2 separate regions of the Pan troglodytes genome follow, and region 2 is linked to region 1. A link is a contact called in public capture Hi-C data. All regions are on one chromosome and are shown on one strand. Each heading gives the region's core, a stretch centred on a gene start, on an enhancer-like site or on the middle of the called end of the contact. The rest is flanking DNA. Distances are from core to core; before and after follow the strand shown. Region 1 has its middle 86 kb from the start of LANCL2. Region 2 overlaps LANCL2 (LanC like glutathione S-transferase 2).

Region 1 (6,940 bases), core at 2,992-5,491:
ATGTGTGGGTTATGAGGTCAGGTCATAAAAGGACACTGCAGCTTTCCCCTCTGTCTCTCTGGATTGCAAGCTCTGACACACCACGTTGTGGGGAAACTGAGCAACCCTGTGCAGAAGCCCCCATGGTGAGGCACCAAGGCTGCCTGTCAACAGCGAGTATCAACGTGTCAGACACATGCGTGCCCCACCAGGGAGGTGGCTCCCTCAACCCCAGGCAGGCCTTCAGGTGTCTACACTCTTCCCTGACATCTGAATGGCAACTCCAAGTCACAGCCACCCAGCTAAGCCCTCCTGAATTCCTGACCCACAAAATGGGATGAAACAATACATGTTTATTGCAGTTTTAACCTTCTGAGTTTTGCAGTAATTTGTAGTGCAGCGAAAGACAACTGATACACCTGGAATGATCAGAAGACCCTTCCCAAAGGAAACGGGTACTGGGTATGACAAAAAGAGAGGAGGGCATTAGGTAAAAGAATAAGCTGGTTCAGGTATGACATACTTCACTGACGCGAAATAGAGAAGAGTAAATAGATCCCTGTGCCCAAATTTCTATTTCCCCTGTGAGAGTTCCAGTGCCCCTCCAGAGAGGGGGTGCTGGCATCACTGCGCCTGGTGGTGGGGGAGGCTGCCCTTCTACAGCAGGGTGGGCCTGAGCCTCACCCACTCTCTCCGTCATTCTCTAGCTGGGCTGCACATTCAGATCCCTGGAGAGCTTTGAAAAATATTGATTTCAGGGCCACACTCACGAAGATTATGATTTAACTGGTCTGGGTTGTAACCTAAGCATAAGAATTCTGAAAATCTCCCCGGGTGATTCTAATACACAGCTGCGGCTGAGAACCATGGCTACAGACAAAGAGCTTCACAATCTGACTGTCGCTGAGGCTAAGTGTAAGCCTGGTGAAGGGACACAAAGTTGCAGCCCTTTCTTTCAATGCAGGCAGGCATGCAGGGGTGCAGGGAGCATTCCCACTCAAGTCAGGATATGGTAGAAAGGGCCTTAGCTAAACAAACAGCCAGCGGAGATTGCTGCTTTAGGTATCTATGACCATGTAGCATAAACCATAATAATCATTTGTTATAATTATGTCCCACATGCAGCTCTGGGAACTGGCTAGACCCTGCCATGGGGTTCTTACGTAGACTCTGTAAAGGTCTTTGGTAATTAGGTTTGGATGAGGTCATAAGGGTGAGGCCATCATCATGGGATCAGTGCCCTTATAAAGAGATGCCACAGAGCTTGCTCCCTCTCTCTCTCTCATTCAGCCATGTGAGAAAAAAGCGAGAAACCACTGTCTGCAAGCCAGGCAGGGCCCACGCCAGAACCTGACCATGCTGGTGTGACTTTCACCCTCCAGAACTTTCTGACTTTCACCCTCCAAAACTGCGAGAAATTTCTACTGTTGAAGCCACTCCATCCTTGGTACTTTTTTCTGGCAGCCCCAGCTAACCAAGTCACAGGGGAGGAGACATAGACCCCCCCAACACTTGATAGAAGGAGTATAAAAGAATTCTTAGACATGTTTAAAAACCACCTGAACTAAAAAGGACATATAAACTCCACCTCTTGGATACAGAAAGACTCATGCCAGTGAGCCTGAAGCTGTGAAGTTTTCCAGGTATTTAATAGATGGTCAGTGGTAAAATTATTTTGTAATCCATTGAGTTTCTAAAATTATAGCTCCTAGAACTTTTCACACAGAAAGGAGAGATGGAGGTCAACTTGGCAGTCACACCAGCAAAGCAACAGAGTAGATTCTCACTTATTTTTAAAATCCCATAACATAGCACTATGCCTGGCACATGGGAGGTGCTGCGTAAACATGTTATACCCTGACTCACTCAGCTCCCAATGCCTGTTTCCGTGGCAGCCTCAGAAACCCACGGAGAAGACTCTGGACTCCATGACATCTATCCTATGTCTGGTATTGCTCTGCCTGCAGGAAACAGATGACACTGTGTGGGCAAGGTGTTCACCTGGTGACAGAGATGGGAGCCGGGGGCAGAGGCTGAGACTGTCTGGAAGCAGGTATTGGAGTTGACTTCCACTCCGAGGGGACAGTGTGGGTGTCTGTGAGGGGGTTGGCTGTGGCTGAGACACTGGGATTCATTTCAGATGTGGACGACAGGGCTCAGTGGGAATGGAACGCAGCCTAACCTCCAGGGCTGCTCCAGTCCCTCTGTGGCCGGGTCCTGGCCATGTGGTGGGTGTCAGCTACTCACTGAAATACTGATGGGGCACTGCTCCCAGGGTCCCCTCTAGCCAGCCAGAGTCTATAATGCAGGTAGAATGTCCACCAGCCCTTCAGGAGAGATGGGAAGGCAGCATTTGGAGGAGCCCCAGGGAGGGGGTGCCCTGGGACCTCAGGGGTGGTTGAGGAGCTGAAAGGAGGCCACGTTCCCCAGGGCAGCAGTGCACTGAGGAATGGATGAAAGGGCCATCAAGGTGCCCCGGTGCCAGAGGGGTGTTGGCCTGAGGGATTTGCTAACCGGGTGAGGAGTGGAAGGGCTACAGGGATGCTACCTAAGATGGAAGGGGAGGAAGTCCCCAGGACCAGGCTGTCTCCATGCAGACCCTCAAAAGCAAAGAACCAGCCCAAGTGATGACTGCTAACGTTTGTTAAGTGGTTACCATGCACCTGGCAGAAAGTGAGGGCCTTCCACCATCTAGCCGTTGTGGCCCAGCGATGGGAGGTGACTTCCCAGTCATTCATGAAATAATGCGTGGCTTCATCGCCAGCACCTCCAAGGTGGTGCTATCCCCATTCTGCTTCTCAGGAAACTAGGTGTATTTGTTTCCACCGCTGCTCTAACAAACTACCATAAACCCATGGCTTAAAACAGCAGACATGTATTCTGTCAGGGTTCTGGAGACCAAGAGCTCCAAATCAAGGCATCAGCAGGGCCATGCCCCCTCTCAAGGTTCCCGGGAAGAATCCTCCCTTGCCTCTTCTGAGATTCCGGTGGCTCCCAGCAATCCCTCGGCTCCTCGGCTTGTGGACGCATCACTCCAGCCCCTCCTGCACACGGGCTTCCCCTCTGTGTGTCTCTGCGTCTCTTTCCGTCATCTTATAAATCACATTTGAAGACCCACCCAAATCCAGGATGAACTCAACTAATTATATCTGCAAAGACCTTATTTCCAAATACAGAAATGTGTCACATTCTGAGGTCCTGGGTGGAGATGGGTTTTGAGAGTCACTATTCACCCTATTACACTGAGTCTTTGAGAGGTTTAAGAAATTACCTAAGTTTCCACAACAAATAAAAAGGTGGCTGAAATGGGGTTTGAACCCCCGGAGTGAAGCTGCCCCTGTAGCCCACAGTGGTGTCAGCAGCCCGAGGGCTGAACAGCTCTAACCTCTTCCCCCGCCGCCCAAGAAACTGCACTACCACCGCCATTTTGAGTCAGAGAGACAGAACCCAGTAGAGAACACAGGGCGGGTCTCAGAGAAGAACGCTGGCTGGGATACAGGGCAGGTCTCAGAGCAGGGCCCAGGCTGGAACACACAGCAGGTCTCCAAGAAGAACCCAGGCTGGAATACAGGGCAGGTCTCAGAGCAGGACCCAGGCTGGAACGCAGGGCAGGTCTCAGAGAAGAACCCAGGCTGGAGCTCGGATCAGGGCCCAGGCTGGAACACAGGGTGGGTCTCAGAGCAGGGCCCAGGCTAGAACACGGGGCAGATCTTGGAGCAGGGCTCAGGCTGGAACATGGGGCAGATCTCAGAGAAGAACCCAGGCTGCGTCTCAGAGCAGGGCCCAGGCTGGAATGCAGGGCAGGTCTCAGAGCAGAGTCCTGGGGACAGCAGCACCAATGGCTCTTCCCAAGTGGGCTGAGTGAGCTGGGAGGGCTCTTTTAACTCTGCAAGCCTCGGGTCCGTCTTGAGACTCATGGGAGATTCCGTACACCTCCTAGGCATCCCCAAGAAGTGTTTTCCCCAGATACTTGTTTCTTCCTTAACGCTAGATTTGCTGCCACCCTCTAATTAATGTGATCTATCTTTCAAGAAAATTTCTCTTCAGTCTTCTCTCTGGACTCCCCACTTCCTCTCTGGCAGTCCCAAGCCATTCTAAATTAGATTTTCATAATCCTTCCCCAGATGTTTAATTCTCCTAATGAGCATTTTCTAGCTCAGGCCTGCACTGCTGTAGCCTGTAGGGTCCCTGAGGGGTGCCCATGGGGAAGGCGGTGCTCTTCAGGGCTTGGAGTGGGTTTTAATATTTAAATCTTCACAGCAATGCCGACACTAGATGGCAGTGGTTCCTAATTATTGGGGGTTCCAGGCAGGCTTGCCTTCTTCCTGTGCTGCCCAGGGAGGTCAGACCTCCCTGAGACGGGAAGAAGTGGGTCATTCCCACCCCACCAACCCCATCCTGCAGACCCAGACCCAGAAAGCTCAGCCCGGGTGAGGAAGAAAGGAAAGCCCCAAGAGGAAAGATGTGAAGCAATGAACTTGACACGGGGCTGCTGATTTCCTCTCCAAGTGCCTCAGACAGATCCACCCCTGAGAGGCCCTTACAGAATGGTCCTCTACAGGGGAGGCTCAGAAGCTGTAGCCATTGCCTGGCAAGATTTTAGGAGCCTCCCCTGCCTCACCCCCACCCCTTATCCCCCACAGGTAGGAAAGTCCTTGGGAAAGGCAACTCAGCAGTGTTCATCAAAAGCCCTCAAAATGTCATATGATCACTTTATATGTAGGAATTTGTTGTAAGATTAGAAGTGAATAAGTCAACAAGAATATATGTTTGGGAGGCCAAGGCAGGCAGATTGTTTGAGCTCAGGAGTTTGAGACCAGCCTGGACAACATGGCAAAACCCAGTCTCTACAAAAAATACAAAAGTTAGCCAGGTATGGTGGTGCAAGCCTGTAGTCCTAACCACTTGGGGGCTGAGGTGGGAAAATCACTTGAACCCAGAAGGTCGAGGCTGCAGTGAGCTGAGATCACACCACTGCACTCTAGCCTGGGTGACAGAGTGAGAACTTGTCTCAAAAAAAAAAAAAGGGAACGAGAAAGAGAAAGAAAAAAGAAAACAGAATATTCATTGTACACTTATTTATAGTAGTGCGAATTTGGAAACTGTGTAAATTATACAACTGTTAAAAGAAAAACTTCAGCCAATTAAACTTAAAAGAGTTTATTTGAGAAATGAACCATTCACAAATTGGGCAGTTCCCAGAATCACAGCAGGCTCAGAGAGACTCCAGGGTTTCCTTGTGGTCAGAAAAAAATTATAGACAAAAAAAGGGAAATGACGTACAAAAATCAGCAGTGAGGTACAGAACAGCTGGATTGGTTACAGGTTGGTGTTTGCCTTATTTGAACACCGTTTGAACACTCAGCAGTGCATGAATGGTTGAAGAATGGCTGCTGGGATTGGCCAGGTCTCAGCTATTGTTACAGGCGCATATTCTTATGTTCGGTTCTCAATCTTGTCTACCTATTAAGTTAGGTTACAGTTCATCCACAAGGACTCAAATATAGAAGTACAGAGTCCTTCTCAGGCCATATTTAATTAACCTTAACAATTCTCCCCTTTTAGTCATTTTCTCAATTTTCAGAGATTGACCAAAATTTTAGTCATTGATGTCATTATCACCAAGGTAAATGTACTATTCAGCCTTGAAGCCCACTGGGGAACAGTAGAACAGTGAGTTTTGCTAAGGTAGGAACAAGGGCTGAGTAGAAGGTAGCTCCTTATGCTGGAACATCCTATAGAGAGAGAAAAACAAAACCTGGTCTGTTCTAGGACCTAAGTGTTTCCTTAAAGTCTTAGTTTGATTATGTCACATTTAGCACAAGCGACTCCATTTTTGTTTGGTTTGGTCTGTTGGAGCCTAGTGCATAAGCTCCAAAACAATGGCTCCTCATGATTTTGTTTAAAAATTTTACTTAGGTTCTCACTTAGGTGAGAGTGTGACTAAAACTTGGGCCTTAGTGCCACTCTGTTACCATCATTTTGGGTTTCTCGCCTCAGCACGTCATTCATAGGTTATGGTGTCCCCATGGTTGCAGATTCCTTTCAGTTCTTGTCATTCCAGTTGAAGACAGACCATTTGACATTCTAGAGATGGCTGCATGTAAACATTTAAAACCTTTGAGGGAATGAAGAGCACCAGGAAGATTACTATTATGGCTATCCGGAGGATAATACTGAGAGTTTGGAGTATGCTCCTTACCCAGGGTCCCCATAAACCAAACCACCTAAAATTAAATAGATCAAAGAATGAGCTAGATAAAGAGTCTACTCGCTTAACTAAGCAGTCTTTTCATTCAACCCCTACAACTGAATCTCTGTAATACCCCATGTTTTCTCCATGGTCCATAAGTGCCAGCAGCTTCACAGATACTGCTATTTAGCCAGTAAGTAATCTAGAGCAATTCTATTGTTTAGCATAACTTTCATAAAAGAATTTAAAATCTGTTGTGTAACCATAGCCTTTACAGTAGAATTTGCTATAGAGCTTATTATGAGGGATACATTTCTAATCATTGCCTCTTTTACTCTAAACCATGAAAAAGGACATAACAAATGATGCCCTTCTAGAAGAGTGAGGCCTCCTAGCAATGTTCTCCTTAACTCATTATATGGGTTAAGAGGAGTGAATCAATGTTTTGTTTCTGATTGATTATGTGGCAACATATGTACCATTAAAGTTTTTCACCTACATTGGGCCTTCATCTTTTATCTATCAAAGTATAAGGTTATCCATGAATAAGGCTGGCTGCAAAATCCTTCACAAATAAAAGTATATTCTGTAAGTGCAAATAACAGACCCCCTTTTCACTTCTATTGTTCATAGAGGTATAAGCAAGGAAAAAAAATATTTGAAGATAAGAGTCTTGATCCGTGATCTTGGGAAAAGCTGTTCACATCAAGGATGGCATCTTCGTCTGGGGAGAAACTTCCCTGGTTAGCTTTACCTTAAGGGTTCTAA
Region 2 (6,940 bases), core at 3,107-5,606, 120 kb after region 1:
TTAGTGTTTCAGGAAGAAGTACTTTAGACTTCCACTGGGAAAAAATTAATTTTTCTTATTGGTTAGACTTTTGCAGCTCCAGAGATCGGTTGTCTGCCAAGAATCAGACCTTCCTGATGAGCTGCTTTATGGACGGGCAGGTTATCTGTATGCCTTACTGTACCTGAACACAGAGATAGGTCCAGGCACCGTGTGTGAGTCAGCTATTAAAGAGGTACTATGGGGTATGGGCAACTGTGGGCGTCTCTACCATTCAAACCTATTTGCTAGCATTGAGTTGTATTAACAGCTGGACTTTTCTAGGTAGCATTACTTTTTTAAAGCAACTCATCAAAAGTAAGAAATAGTCCCTGCTTTTTTCTAGGAACATTAACAAAAAAATCTGTACTCTCTTTCATCTTGTATTAATTTATCGGTTTTTACTGGAGCTAAACAGCAGCAGCTTCAGAAAGTTAGAATGTTGATTTATCTTTCGTGAGATGTCTCAGCTGGTAAGCATTTCAGGCTGGTATGAGTGGGGACCAGCTTCTTCTGTCTCATTCTGCCTTATCCTAGGGGCATACCCTTATTTGCAGGACCAAGGCTAGTTTAGCCCCTCAGCCTATGAAGGGAAAAGAGGAGGTGGAGGCAACACAGCTTCCTTGTTAGGGACTCAGTCTCCAAGTTGCCCTCTTTACTTCTGCTCCCATCCCAGTGCCAGAACTTCATCAAGTGTCTGTGTTCAGCTGTCTCTAACTAGGGAGCCAGATGCCCAGCTAAAACTTGGAATACTTTCCCAAAAAGGATGAGAGGAGATAGACGTGAGGAAACAGTCATCCCAGACATGATATTCTGTTGATCTAACTGAAATCCTTCATGCCACAGCAGACCTCATATCATTAGCCTTTTATAAATAAAGCCAGTTCCTCCAGCCTTTCCTGATAGGTGTATGTGCTGCTCTTTTGGGAAAAATACTGCAGCTATGAAGCAACTAAGAAATCCAAAACAGTTTTATAAGAAGTTTTTCTAGATTTTTCGTTGACTTTTTATGCAAAGAATTTTTTATTTCTTAGACAGTATCTTTTCCTACTCTGACATTGGCTCCTGATTTCTTTTTGCCTGCATTTATTAATTTATAAAATAAATGTAACTATATTAGCTGCTAACTGCTTAAAGACTTTTAGATTAAGGCTTCTGCCTCTCTCTATATATATGTCATATATATATATGACATACTGTTAATTAGACTACAACAGGGTACATATGCAGTTTTAGATTTATGCTGTCTTGTTATCTCTGTAGGTAGTCAATGCTATTATTGAATCGGGTAAGACTTTGTCAAGGGAAGAAAGAAAAACGGAGCGCTGCCCGCTGTTGTACCAGTGGCACCGGAAGCAGTACGTTGGAGCAGCCCATGGCATGGCTGGAATTTACTATATGTTAATGCAGGTAGGTAAGAATACTCTTACACACTACAGTATATTTGATCAAACATGAAATGGGAAATGAATCCTGCATATAAACAAAGCAGTCTGGATTGAAATACCCTACTTTGAATCGCTGATGCGTAACTCTGCCACATAAACCACAGGCAGTGGATTTCTAAGAGTCCAGTGAGTTCCTGAGTACATTTGGTATGGAGTCTTAAAGCAGATTAGTTATCTGTTCCCCACACTTTTCTGGGTTTTTGTTTGTTTGTTGTTTTTTTTTTTTTTTTGAGACAGAGTCTCACTCTGTCGCCCAGGCTGGAGTGCAGTGGCGTGATCTTGGCTCACTGCAACCTCCACCTTCCGGGTTCAAGTGATTCTCCTGCCTCAGCCACCCGAGCAGCTGGGACTACAGGCGCGCACTACCACCTCCAGCTAATTTTTGTATTTTTAGTAGAGACGGGGTTTCACCATATCGGCCAGGCTGGTCTCAAACTCCTGACCTCATGATCCGCCCACATCGGCCTCGCAAAATGCTAGGATTATAGGCATGAGCCACCGTGCCTGGCTTGCCCACCCTTTTCTTCTGTGCTTGTCTTCCTGCTCATTGCAGTAGGAACTCTTAATGGGGAAAAATCTTCAGGGAGCAACAGGGCCTGCAGAACCCAACTGAGGCAGAGACTTTGTCATGTCCTGATAACTTTGCTTGCTGTCAGTTGTCTTCTGTGTTTTTGATGAGTTTATTGCTGTGGTTATGATCTTGTCTCTCAAACATCCCTGACAACTATAGAGTACTGACTCTTCTATCAGGCCAGTAGAGACCCCACAACTAAACATTGCTTCAGGCTGTGCTTGGCTTGAGCATAAGCCTAGGGCTTCAGCCTAGCCTGTGGCCTAAGTTCTCTTCCCTGCCAAGTGCACAGCCGCCTCTGCCACCGCCTCCTCCTCCTTCTTCTCCTCCTCCTCCCTCCTCTACCTTTCTTCCTGCCCACTGTTCTCCTCCTTCTCCTTCTTTCTTCTTCTTTTAAATTTAAGCTTTCTTTATTCTGCAAAACTACAAAACTAGTAAGTCAAAGGATATGGATTAGAATTTAGATATCTTAGACTGGAAAACCTATATATTACTTTTTAAAATTTTACTTCAGATTCTTTTTATGTCTAACCTACTGCCTCATGTTCTCACTCACTAAAGGAAACCAGGAAATTCATACCTACACAGGATTAAAACTTTTTCTAGTTATTGTCTTTGTTTATTGTTGTTGAAAGTAAAACATGCATATATGCATATAGTTCATTTTGTGAATTTTCTTTCTTTTTTTTTCCTTTTTTTTTGAGATGGAATCTTGCTTTGTCGCCCAGGCTGGAGTGCAGTGGCGCCATCTCAGCCCACTGCAACCTCCGCCTCCTGGGTTCAAGCCATTCTTCTGCCTTAGCCTCCTGAGTAGCTGGGATTACAGGCATGCACTGCCACACCTGGCTAATTTTTGTATTTTTAGTAGAGATGGAGTTTCGCCATGTTGGCCAGGTTGGTCTCGAACTCCTGACCTCTGGTGATCCACCCACCTCAGCCTCCCAAAGTACTGGGATTACAGGCTTGTGAATTTTCTTCATGATGCAGGTACACGCTTTCAAAGTAACCAGAATTCCATACCTCATTTAAAAATGGCACTGTTATTTTGAACAGTTAGATTTTGTGTATGTGTTAGGGTTCTCCAGAGAAACAACCAATAGGAGATAAATATTATATATGAGATGGGATTTCTTAAAGGAATTGGCTCACGCAACCATGGAGTCCCAGAAGCCCCATCATCTGTCATCTACAGTCCTAAGACCTGGGAATGCCAGGGCTGTAACTCCACTCCGAGTCAGAAGACTGAGACCCAGGGGAGCCAAATCCCAGTCCAAGGGCAGGAGGAGACTGTTGCCCTGGTTGAAGCCGGCAGGCAGGAAGGAACAGATGTTTTCTTTCTCTGCCTTTGGTTCTGTTCAGGCCTTGGAGGGACTGGATGAGGTGCACCCACTTTGGGGAGAGCCATCTGCCTGACTGAGTCCACACCGTTCAATGCTAATCTCAACTGGAAACACCTTTAGAGACACACCCAGACACCATGTTTAATTTGACACATAAAATTATCTATCATAGTGTATTCTGTATTTTCCCGGGAAAATGTTTTAACAGTGGTTCAGGAACTTTTTTTTTTTTTTTTTTTTTTTTTTTGGGACAGGGTCTCACTCTTGCCCAAGCTAGAGTACAGTGACACAATCTCTGCCTACTGCAAACTCCATCTCCTGGGTTTAAGTGATTCTCCTGCCTCAGCCCCACGAGTGTGCTGGGATTACAGGCGTCCACCACCATGCCTGGCCGGAACTTTTTTTTTTTAATGCTAATTCCCTTAGGGGAACATAGTAATGTGAGAACCATGCCAGTGTCTTTCATGTGTTTAGGCTGATTTTGCTGTATATTATGGACTTCCTTGGGAGGAATACAGATCATAAAATACTCCATTGATCTTCTTTTAAAGTGAGGAACTTGGAACACTATGTAGTAAGTACTTGACTTAGAGATTGAGCCAGGTTTTCTTTCAAGATTCTTAGGCAGTGGCGTGGTAGAGCCTGCTGGGGAGCTGCCCGCATCTCTTCCCTGCTGCACGGTTCGTGGCTGTTGTCAGTGCAGAACGACGGTTCAGAAATGTGGAAAGGAGGGCTTTGTTTCTCATACAGGGTTACAGCCTGCAGCTAATCATACGTAGCCTTGGGCTAGAAGCCAGAAATATTCTGAGGGAGTGGAAAGGGAGCAGGAACATATGCCAAGCCAGGTGGCCGAATGTATGTGTCGGTGAGCTGCAGGAGGAGTGGAGTAGTTGCTAGAGAAGTGTGTGCCTGCAGACTTGGACTTCGTGCTCCTTCTTGAGATCCATGTTCAGAAAATGGTGGCACGAGCGGGATCCAAGGGTAGCATTTTCCACCCTCTGAGTCAAAAGGTGAAGCAGAGGAACAAAACCCCTCCCTGCATGTCCTTCATAGGCTGGCCAGAGCGTCCCTGGTGCCTTCTCAGGAACAAGTGCTGGCTGCTTGGGTTGTTGAAGCCACAGAAGATGGGGGAGCAGTCAGGTGGTTGTCGCCGGCAGTGCAGAGTCGGCTGAAAGATCTGGTTCCCGCTTAGCCCTTAGGGCAGAAAGCCTCATGGGGTCAGCAGGGGACGGGCAGAGCAGGGTGAGCCCCACCTCTTAGCCTGTCATGACTGGGAGCTTAGCTTCAAGGTTGCCTCAGGCTTCCTTGGCCAAGAAAGGGTCTGCTCAGTGAGTTGGGGGCTTAGAATTTGGTTCTTATTTCTCATTGTCTAGTAGTTTAGTCATGTAAAAGTGGTAGTTTCAACTGGAGGGTGTCGTTGGAAGGCTATCAGAACAATATATGCAAAAACTCTTAAAATATCACTTAAAAAGAACTCCACTTTCATGATAGCAGAATAAAAACAGTTCACCTCTTGAAAATAATCTCAGAACAACCAGAAAAACAACAAAACAGAAACCGAAGTTCTTTGATGAAGCTAGGGGACATCTGGAGCTCCAGCTGCAAACCTGTGAACTGAAGCAGGCAAAAGAATGACAGCTGACCTGCTGGGATGAAAGATGGCGTCAGTGCCCGAGGGGGAGGGTGCCCACGAGAAGCAAGTCAGTTTGTTCTACAGAACCCCAGAACTCAGGAGGGGAAAGTGCCGTGTCCCCAGTAGGCATTGCCATACGTGGGCTTGGGGGACTCTGGCACAGGAGGCTTCTTTGAGCATGTGCAGTGGTTGGACCTCTGTGAGCACCTGCACCCAGCACAGGGAGGGAACTGCCTATCCTTCAACTCGTGCTGGAGACAAAAGGAGTTAGGTCTGGAAAAACTGACTAGGCTCTTTTCAATTCAGGAAAGCCAGATGTAGAAGAGAGTTGGAGTGAAGCACAGAACTAAAAATAGGGGGCGAGAGTGAGTGTCCATGGTCCAGGGTGAGACTGCCTCTCTGTCACCGCCAGCCTCAGGCACCGTCACCTCTCCCTCACCCCAAGGGGCAGCACCACCTCCACCCCACTCGGGGCTTGAAGTCACATTTCTGAAGAAACAAGTAGCTCAGATAAAAGTTTCATAAGTACAGGTATTTGAAAGCCCCCATTAAAAAGTTAGTCTGCCATCCATGATGGTTAATTTTATGTGTCAACTTGACTGAGCCCTGGTGCCCAGACATGTGGTCAGACATTCTGGATGTTTCTTTGAGGGTGTTTTTGAATGAGATTTACATTTAAGTTGGTGGACTTTGAGTGAAGCCAGCTGCCCCATAGGATGTGAGTGGGCCTTGTCGATCAGTTGAAGGTCTGACTAGAACAAAATGCTGGACCCCCAGGCAAGAGAGGATTCTCCAGCACTCTGCTTTCAGACTCCAGCTGCAGCTCCTTCCTGAGTCTCCAGCTTGCTGGCCACCCCAGGCAGTTTGTGGACTCATGAAGCCTCTGCAGCCAGTTCCTTGGAGTGAATCTCTTTCTCTACTTTTATACATCCCGTTGATCTGCTTCTTTGGAGACCCCTGGCAATCCCCCATCCAGCCACTCCACAGTGATTCCCACCGTTCCGCAGCCCCTCCGGTGCACTGAGGACAGCAAGGAGCTGTGCCTTATGCGTGAGCACAGACCAGTAGCCGATGAGCGGACATGGCAGAAAAGCCCCAGCTTGAAAGATGGAGACCTGAACAAGTAGAAATAAAAACAAAGAGAAAGCAGGAAGTGGAAGAAAGCTTCGAATAAATAGTAATTCATAATTAATATCCTCAGGGAAATAAGAGAAGCTGTTGCATCCAAGAAACAAACATTTGAGGGAAAAAGAGAGCTCTTGAAAATAAAATATATAATAGCCGAATTTTTAATAAGTTCATGAAAATGGGAAGCAAAGTCACATATCTTAGAAAGCAGGCAGAAATAGACAATGGGAGAGGAAAACGTAAGAAAGAGGATTAATCCAGGAGGTTCAGCATGTGACTAGTGGGAGACCTAGTGAGGGAGAACACACAATAGGAGGGAGGAAAATAACACAAAAATATGCTCTAGAAATGAGGGACATAGGCTGGGCGCAGTGGCTCATGCCTGTAATCCCAGCACTTTGGGAGGCCGAGGCGGGCGGATCACTGAGGTCAGGAGTTTGAGACCAGCCTGGCCAACACAGTGAAACCCCGTCTCTACTAAAAAAATACAAAAAATTACCTGGGCCTCATAGCGGGCACCTGCAATCCCAACTGCTTGGGAGGCTGAGGCAGGAGAATCGCTCGAACCCGGGAGGCAGAGATTGCAGTGAGTCGAGATCACGCCACTGCACTCCAGCCTGGGTAACAGTGTGAGACCCTGTCTCAAAAAAAAAGAAAAAAAAAAGAAATGAGGGACATAGTTGCATATTGGAAAGACCTACCAGGTTCCTACACAATGAGTGCAGACAGACAAATCCACATCATGCCCATTATTGTGAAAGCTTAAGATAAAGGGATAAAGAGACAATGCTTAAAACATTAG

What was found. Capture Hi-C pulls out chosen DNA fragments and counts their contacts.
Region 2: a contact with region 1 is called in a capture Hi-C map of stem cell-derived neural stem cells, with 3 times the contacts expected there. The contact joins two enhancer-like sites. A contact is called at or near these places in 3 of 7 Hi-C or Micro-C datasets (blood, induced pluripotent stem cells and a lymphoblastoid cell line) and 1 of 1 other capture datasets (stem cell-derived neural stem cells).

What each region holds. Positions count from the first base shown.
Region 1 is chr6:61,051,605-61,058,544 of NHGRI_mPanTro3-v2.0_pri, forward strand. No RefSeq gene overlaps it. Among named protein-coding and RNA genes, the nearest start is that of LANCL2, 86 kb to the right of the region's middle. Within about 2 kb of position 4,242, at least 3 of the 24 cell types and tissues checked have an H3K27ac peak or open chromatin away from gene starts, as enhancers often do. A contact at or near this core is called in stem cell-derived neural stem cells, where this site is marked.
Region 2 is chr6:61,175,340-61,182,279 of NHGRI_mPanTro3-v2.0_pri, forward strand. LANCL2 (LanC like glutathione S-transferase 2) reads left to right here. Exons shown (of 9, transcript XM_003318449.7): 4 at 67-214; 5 at 1,282-1,428. Among named protein-coding and RNA genes, the nearest start is that of LANCL2, 38 kb to the left of the region's middle. Within about 2 kb of position 4,357, at least 1 of the 24 cell types and tissues checked has an H3K27ac peak or open chromatin away from gene starts, as enhancers often do. A contact at or near this core is called in stem cell-derived neural stem cells, where this site is marked.